2 separate regions of the Rattus norvegicus genome follow, and region 1 is linked to region 2. A link is a contact called in public Hi-C data. All regions are on one chromosome and are shown on one strand. Each heading gives the region's core, a stretch centred on a gene start, on an enhancer-like site or on the middle of the called end of the contact. The rest is flanking DNA. Distances are from core to core; before and after follow the strand shown.

Evidence for each region. Hi-C and Micro-C count contacts between places; a contact is called where the count stands out from the background.
Region 1: a Hi-C map of liver shows a contact between it and region 2, with 4 times the contacts expected there. The contact joins the promoter of Pwp2 here to the promoter of Rrp1 in region 2.

Annotation. Positions count from the first base shown.
Region 1 is chr20:10,497,431-10,501,763 of GRCr8, forward strand. Pwp2 (PWP2, small subunit processome component) reads left to right here and starts at 1,568. Exons shown (of 21, transcript NM_001168653.1): 1 at 1,568-1,646; 2 at 2,468-2,580; 3 at 3,640-3,734; 4 at 3,912-4,011; 5 at 4,142-4,285. The coding sequence starts at 1,629. Trappc10 (trafficking protein particle complex subunit 10) reads left to right here. Exons shown (of 23, transcript NM_001173528.1): 23 at 1-1,310.
Region 2 is chr20:10,258,898-10,263,247 of GRCr8, forward strand. It overlaps Rrp1 (ribosomal RNA processing 1), which reads left to right and starts at 1,683. Exons shown (of 13, transcript NM_001012073.1): 1 at 1,683-1,856; 2 at 2,648-2,730; 3 at 2,993-3,050. The coding sequence starts at 1,724.

The DNA.
Region 1 (4,333 bases), core at 318-2,817, 240 kb after region 2:
GCACCGCTAACACACTACCACCAAATCTTTTTCATTTGCAAGAGTTGGAGGAATGCATAAAGAAAATAAACATTTAAAACCTTTAGGAAACTTACTTTATGTGCAGTTTAAAACTAATAAACTTGGGTGAGCTAGGTGTGCAAATTAGAACTTCATACTTCCTAAATGTTTACAGCCCTCTGGACTCTGTTTGTGGCAAACCTTGACAGTTGCCCTGACACTTGTCAAACCCATGTGTGAGGAAGTCTTTGAAACTCCTCCTGTCAGAGAAGCTTCCACCTGGCACTGTTTGCCTCCCACCTCCCTGCGTAATGTGCTGCCCAGTTCAGAGTGGAGTCTCGTTCTGAGTTAACCACCCACCCCATTTTCATAGGTCTGAATTCTCTGGAGTTTCCTAATTATATATATTTAGGGGTAATCTAAAATGTTGGTGGTAGTTCTGTTATCTCAGTATAGAATAAAATCCAATCTGTTAAGGGATTTTTTTTTCCTCCTCTAGCTACCCAAAAACGACATGTGTTTGTTTTCAAGACCAGAGATGGGCCACAAAGTCATCCTATTTTCTTCTGTTTGTAGAGGAGCTAAGAGACTGTCACTGGATTGTGTTGTACGGGTATTGGTGGTTTGGTGAGGATGAAGCAGGTGTTAGACATGGTGAAGCCAGACAGGGAGTGTGTCTTGGAAGCAAATACACTGATGTTTACCGACAGTTGGCACCACGTGTAGATGCGCAGGAAGAAAGGCTGTTACAATTGTTGTGAATTTCACAGGGTCTCCTGTGATTGGAAGAATTGTAACTTCTGTTTGTAACATGGGAATTGTATTTGATGACTCCTGCCTTACAGCCCCTTTGTGCAGCCTGGAGTGGGTGCCTGTGTCAGATAAAGAGTAGAAATCCTAGAAAAGCCTCTCTTGTTTTTTGTTTTTTTCTTTTTCTTTAGCATTTAAAAAACAAGGTGAAATTTTAAAATCCAATTAAACATGCCAGATTTTATCTAAAAATGCAAAGTTATGCCACTTTTTATGAAAGAACTGACCAATGTGTTTCCTTTAAACCATGATGCTTAAAATAAGCCGGACATGACTTTAAATTTTTATTTCTCACGAAGAAGACACCCTTTCTCTGTAAGAGAGCGGGCAGCTGTTCTTTGGAACTGGGTCTAGGAACGGTGCCGGTCGCACCTTGACACTGCAGGCGTTGTTTCCATTTTCACAGTATTCTGTAACATAATGTCAGAGTAAAACCACTGTACTAAGATTGTTTAAAGTGTAAGCATTAAAATTCTAAAAATACACATTTTAAGAAGAAACTCCGTTTGAACTTGGGTTTTTTTGTTTTTTTGTTTTTGCACGGTTACAAGCGAGTGTGTTGATTTCCCAGCTCCTGACCAAGATCCCGCAATCATTACACAAGGAGACCTAGAGCTTAGCTCTAATCACCACGGTCCTGGCAGTCCCCTGAACCAGCTCACCGGTGCTCGGTTCACCTGCGAACTGGCGGGGAGTGGGCGGGACTTCCTGGAACACTATGGTTGAGGCCCCGCCCCCGGAATTACGCATTTTGAGCGCCGGAGATAGTTCGTATTCCGGAAGTGGCTGGAGCAGGGTTCCGCACGTGTGGCTCCGGGATGAAATTCGCTTATCGGGTGAGCCGCGGGTCAGGCAGGGGAAGCGGGAGGGCGATCGAAGGTTCCGAGGACGTGGAAGAGACCGAGGTCGTTGGCATCTCGGCTGCCCACGGAAAGCACTGGTGGGTCGGCCCATCGCAAGCTGTCGCTCCCGGTTCACACTGAAGCCCTCGTTCCCACCAAACAGGGTCTCGGGCTGTACCTAGCCCTGTCCATACTCAGGTCAGACAACCCAGCAGTGGCTGCAGAAAGGCTCTTAACAACACACCTCAAGCAACATCCAGCTCCCTACCGGGCCGCCAGTCTTTGGAACAAATTCGACAGCACGCCTCGGGCTGATCACACCTCTTAGAAGCCAAGCTCTGCCTGGTGTTATCTCTTGCATGGCTGTCCTCCTACAGCCCAAACTGACTCCCGCCTTAGGTTTTAGCCCAGGCAATCCCTGTAAGCAGCTACCTTACTGCACTACTGGGCTTTGCAGTGTTTAGACATCAGTCCAGGTGCTTATGTGCCATTTCTATGTGGACATAGAACACAAGACTCGGGCCTCTACACCGAGCTGTGTCTGTTGGATGGCGATGCTTGTGTTTGATAACGGCATGGATGCACCAAGGCACTGATGCATAGCACGGTGGGTGGTAAGCATCTCCTGGAGCCCGTTCACTGAGGTAACTTCCGTTAGAATAGGGATCCTATGCCCTTCTGTGCCTGGAAAATGCTTCCTGTCTTGGGAGTATCATTTCCCTTAGAGGAAACCCAATTCCAGGATGCCTCCCATCACCATCTCAGAGAGTTGACACTGTGTTCTCTGTGTTAAGACTGATTCATTTCCTTTGCAGTTCTCCAATTTGCTGGGTACAGTTTATCGGTGTGGAAACCTAAATTTCTCACGTGATGGAAATTCTGTTATCAGCCCTGTGGGAAACAGAGTCACTGTGTTTGACCTTAAGAAGTAAGTATAGAGAGACAATGCCAGCAGGGACAGTAGCCTTCATGTGAAGGCTAGCCATCCTCTTTGTGGCTTGCAGGGCTTCTGGATTTAGGAGGTCACTGGGTCATGGTAGGGTTGCCTGCTGGGATCTTCATCTTTCATTCTAGTATCTAGGACACCGACATTATCCTTAAAGGGAAAGGAAAAGTCATGTGCCTTTTGGCTATTGGCTAGCAAGGGACCCTACCTCTTCTGTGGAGGTGGTGGAGGGCAGGAAGGTTATCTCAAGAGATAAGCACTTACTACTGAGAGGAAGCCTCTGAGGGCCCTGGGCAGGCTGCCTTGAATCTTGGCTCAACGGCTCTGATGGTTCTCACCTTCCCTGCTAAGATGGTCAGATCTAGAATGGGCAACTTGGCAGCCAGAGGTCGGTCGGGCTTAGCTTCGTTTGTCCCAACAAATGTGCCGCCGTTCTTTTTCTGTCTGACTGTGAGTCAGACAGACTCTGCCTGTCTGTCTGACAGTCTCTGCCTGGACTGTCCGAGCGGCTGTAGACTGGCCCTCTCTATCCTGGGCAAGACCCTCCAGTTTTTCTGGCCACTGTGTTCCTGTTAGCTTCAGTTAACCTCCATTTCCAGACTCTGTAGGCTGGGGCCAGCAGTGCAACCTATTCTGCCTGCTGTTGATGGATTACAGGGTCCAGTCAGGTCTTCTGTGTTGCTCTCTCTTTAAATAGCATCTCGGGGACTTGGGATTAGAGAGAACCTGTTTGTTAAAGACGACTCTGAACAAACTAATGGACTCTGATCTCATTACTACACCTGTGATGTGCCTCCAGCTTGATCAAACCCTGCTTCCCCCTTCTATCCACATTTCAATTTAAGAACACACAGCTTTTACAAGTGTGCTACCCTTGACTCTAAAAGGTCAATGCCAAGATTACCCAGGAGAGCAAGGAACAAGCTGTAGCCCAAGGGGACCCTACAGCAGGAGAACCAGCTGCTAGTCTGTCTCTGGCGCTGTCCTCCTTGGTCTGAGTACCCGAGTCCAACCGTGCGCTGGGGTCTTTGTGTTTCTCAGCAACAGATCAGACACATTGCCTCTGGCCACCAAGTACAACATCAAGTGCGTGGGGCTGTCCCCAGATGGTCGCCTGGCAATCATCGTCGACGAAGGTAATGGATGTGGGTGTGGTCAGGCACTGGGGCGGCCCTGCATCTTCTGGGCCGTGGAACAAGGGCATCACATCGGGTCAGGGTCAGCCTCATAGCACGGGTCCAGGCAGTCCGTGTCGCAGGTGGACAGGCACGCTGCGTCTGGGGTCGGGTGGCCACCGTCTCACTCTCTCGCAGGAGGCGCCGCTCTGCTAGTTAGCTTGGTGTGCAGGTCCGTGCTCCACCACTTCCACTTCAAGGGTTCCGTGCACAGTGTCTCCTTCTCCCCCGATGGCAGGTAAGAGCATCTGTCTCCCTTCTGTCTGGGTGCTGCCGTGGGTGCCTCTCCCTGAAGGATACAGAGCATTGGTGTCGGGCCAGCTATTTGTTGGTCTCCAGTACCACATGTGACCCCGTTTCTCCTGCAGAAAATTTGTCATCACGAAGGGCAACATTGCCCAGATGTACCATGCCCCCGGAAAGAAGCGAGAATTCAATGCCTTTGTTCTGGACAAAACCTATTTTGGGCCCTACGATGAGACCACGTGCATTGACTGGACAGATGACTCCAAGTGAGACCGGGGGCATGGGGGTTGGGAGGGAGGACACCTTAGGCCATC
Region 2 (4,350 bases), core at 433-2,932:
GAGATCCTCCTACTAGCCACACAGGAGCCAGTCTTTTCCCGCTTGCTGTTGGAACAAGATGTAGAACTCTTAGTTCTGCCTGCACACTGGCCATGCTCCCTCCTTGATGATAATGGACTGGACCTATGCCCCTGTAAGCCAGCCCTGGTTAGATGTTGTCCTTTATAAGAGTTGCCTTGGTCATGGTGTCTGTTCACAGCAGTAAAACCCTAACTGAGACAATGACTGCCATCTTTGTTCTTGGGATTTGTAGACTTAAAAAGCACCTGTGACTGGACATTTAGGACCAGGTCCTCCTCCCCGTGTCCTCCCTGGCTGGTACATAGTCGAGAAGCTGAGGATCCAAGTTGCCATGGTCGAAAGTGTCCTAATCAGAGTGCTCATACCTCATCTGAGTCCACTTTTCTGCTTGTATGTCTGTGTGTCTGTCCTGTATTCTCTCACCTCCCCTACTTGGAGTTTCAGCACTCATGCCAAGCAGGACTTGGGCACACACACACACACATATAGGAATATATATTTACTGTGTGATGTGCAAGTATAGTCTGGCAGTTAACATTAGTAATTTTTCTAAAGATCAATTTATTTGTTTTATTTAAATGAGTACACTGTAGCGGTCTTCAGACACAGCAGAAGAGGTCATCGGATCCCATTACAAATGGTTGTGAGCCACTGTGTAGTTGCTGGGAATTGAACTCAGGACCTCTGGAAGATCAGCCAGTTCTCTTAACCACTGAGCCCCAGTATTAGTAATTTAAGATAGCTTGCCTAAGTCAAAGAAACTGGGATGACTTGAAAAATCTCGACCATAACGCTAATGTGGTTTATCAATTTTTTTGCTAATAAATTCAGACGTTGTGGAAAGTGCTGACTTGTCTATGTTCCTGTCATGCCCTCTCCCACTCCAGTTCCTCTTCAGTCAGACTTTGAGCAACCTGCCCTCCATCTTTTCCAGGGAAAACACCATGGCAACACCAATGAAATCTGTAATTGTTTTGTATTCTAATCTGACATTAGGCTATTTGGAAAATTTCCCAATTGTGTCCCAAATGGCATCACCACACATTTATTGAACCAGGGCACACTCAAGTTCTGCACACCCTCTCTGCCTTCTCCAGTGTGTGTATTAATTAGCCTGCCTACCTTCAGGATAGGTAGCCTGCACCTTGTCCAATAATCTGGATCATGACAGCTGTCTAGCTTTTCTCTGTCTAGGAAAGGGGACGCTTTCCAGGAGGCTTGACCGGATGGATTCCCCTGGGGATTCGGGTATTAGGGATCAGAGAAGGTGTTTTGGGTTCTCAGTGGTGTATGGTTTATCTCACCCCCTCTCCCGCTAACATGACTCAGGATGCTGAGCAAAGGGTCGCTCCATGCAGCCCTCCATAGCTGAGTGATGCAGCTGAGGACAAGCTGGACCAAATCAAGATCTTCTCGTAATGCAGCCACTCCTGCTGCAGTAGACAGGAGACAATGCTTTGACCTTCCCAGGAATCAAAGATCAAAGACCTTATTAGACCAGGCCATCATCCTCCCTGGGGGGTGCAGTTGCGCCTCCAGGCCACTGAGAGGCGGTAGCGCGCCGGCATCGTCCAGAACGCTTGACGTTTCGCGTGTTGTGTCGCGTCAATGTGACGTCGCAATGGTGTCGCGCTGGCGTGACGCACACGTGTCGTCACTCGAGCGCCCCAGCGGAGTGCGTGGTCTCAGGGTCCTGCTCACCATGGTTCCCGGAGTGCCGCTCCCGCCGGAGATCCAGCTGGCGCAGCGTCTGGCGGGCAATGAGCAGGTGACGCGGGACCGCGCGTTACGGAAGCTGCAGAAGTACATCGTGGCCAGGAGTCAGCGAGCGACAGGTACGCGGCCGGGAAGACCGGCGAGCTCCGCCGCGTGGGCCCCGCAGGACCCGGCCTTCGTCTGCGATTCTCTTGGCTCAGACTGACCCGGTCGGACTGCGTGCTTTCCCTCCTCCTGTAGCTTGCTGATGCTCTTCACCGGCCCATACCGACGTCCTGTTTCCTTAACGACACCCCTTTCCCGGGACGTGCATTTTGCTAAGCGATTTCTATGCTTCTGGTCCTCGTGAGTGACCCTCTGTCAGCAGCCTCTGTGTTTCTTGGGTATCCCTCCGCAAGTGCAAATTCTAGATTCGCTGAGCTGTGGTTTGGCCAAGGCCACGGCTTGTATGCTTTAGGAAGTCTCGCAGGGCAGTTTTACACGCTCTAGTCAGAGAACCCCATCTTGGTGAATGCGCCTCACTAAATGACAGTGATGTCCTTTGCTGGCCTGAACTTTGACCGTTCATGTAATGTAATAGACTAACTACAGCTCCTTGGTCTAACACTGGCTTCATTAAATCGTTTCATTAACTATGTACCCGATCCCGAAAGTGTTGTGGTTCTGAATTTTAACCCTGTAGGACTGACACCTGTCTGCCGGTGCATGAAGCTGCTGGGGGCAGTGTGTGTGTGTGTGTGTGTGTGTGTGTGTGTGTGTCAGCTCTTCCAGGCACAGGTATGGCAGTTCTGTTGGAGAATGTTTTGAGGGATGGGCTGACATCACAATCATATTATTCAGGCTTTCCTTCTTGGCTCAGGGTGGTAAGTTCCAGGGTTCACTGAGTCTTACCATTGCTCTTGTGATGCAGGTGGTTTTACTCCAGAGGAGCTTCTAAAAGTATGGAAAGGACTGTTTTATTGCATGTGGATGCAGGACAAGCCCCTCCAGCAGGTGGGTGCCTGGGAAGGTAGCTAAAAAACTGTGACAAGGAGTGGGTGGGGCTTGTGTTTACCCCACCCCACCCCTTTAATATAGTACCGACTCCTGCTGTTTATAGCAGAAAGTCTGATGGCTCCTGCAGAATAGGCCTTTTGCAGCAAGGAGAGGAGGCTGACTGGCAGCTGGTCCTTTGGAGTAAAGGGTATTGGGGTGTGTTTGCCATCCGAGCACAGTGCTTCAGGGCCTGAGGGTGTGCTTCCTGTTTCCCTCACAGGAAGACCTAGGCAGGACCATTGCCCAGCTCGTCCATGCTTTTCAGACCACAGAGTCACGTGAGTACCACACCGAAGCCAGGCCTGGCCCTGTCAACAACACCAGAGTCGCTGAGATTCAGTGGGACCGAGGCAGCAGCGTGCTCTCAAACCTCATGCAAGCTGTGGGGAGGCGGCTGTGTGGATGCTTGTGGCGTGGAACACGGCCCAGTGCCCAGCCAGCTTCCCTCAGTTTACCAAACAGACATGGCTAAAGAGTGGTGCAGCGTATGACAGCCGGTGTCATGATACCATGGTGCTTAGCTGATGACCTTGACACCCACTCTTACGTGCAGTGACTCAACCCTCTTGACGCTGCTACCCTCATGCAGTTCCTCATGTCATGGTCATAAAGTCATTTTCATCGCTACTTCCTAACTGTAACTTTGCTACTGTTATGAACTGTAATGTCAATATCTGTGTTTTCCAGTGGTCCTGGGTGACCCCTGTGAAAGGGTCATTTGACTCCCAAAAGGGGGTGGAAACTCTCACATCGAGAATGGCTATCTTTGTGTGTTTTCTAGCTCTTCTGTTTCCCATCCCTTCCTGCCCGATGGAATCACTTAGGCAGCCTTGACATGTCCTGAGGTCCACACCCTGTCGCAGGCCAGCCTAACACTGGGACATAGCATGCCTGAGGCCTCTGCTCTGCTCTGACAGGGAAACCAGATGCTCCTGCTGGCTCCTGTCCTCAGCGAGCTGGGCTTTAGCTACAGGAGACCAAAGTTGGCAAGTTGAGGGATTTGTGCACACCTTCTCAGTTTGGGAGAGTCCCTTCTCCCACCCCTCTTTTCCGAGACAGGTTCTTCCTGTGTCACTCAGGATGGCCTCGAACTTGGGATCTTCCTCCTTCAACTTCCCTGGGTGCTAGCATCTGGGGTCTATGTGGTGACATCAGGATCTCTCTTTAACTGTATGTAAAAGAGAGAATGGATCTGAGCTCCCTGCTCCCTAAGGACTGGCAGGGGAGTTGCTTTGCTGGGTCAAAGCTAAAGTGACCACTTGGTAATCTGGTGACTAGGCCACCATGACTGAGCCATCCAAACAGCCCTTTGCTAGCATAGAACTTTGTAGAGAAGAGGAGAATCCCAGTATCAAGGCTTCCCAGGGCTGGCTCTATCCTTTCTGATGGAGCCTTCTCTGGTTGACTCTGAGTACATGGGTCCACCCTTAAGACCTGCTTTAGTACCCTGAGCAGAGCCCCTCTGTCCACTCCAGGTACATTTTGAAGTACCAAGGGTTTGGAGCTCCTCTATAAGATTTTGGGGGGAGGAGGGCGCAGTTCAGACTTGGCATCCTGTATCTGACTCATCTGCTGTTA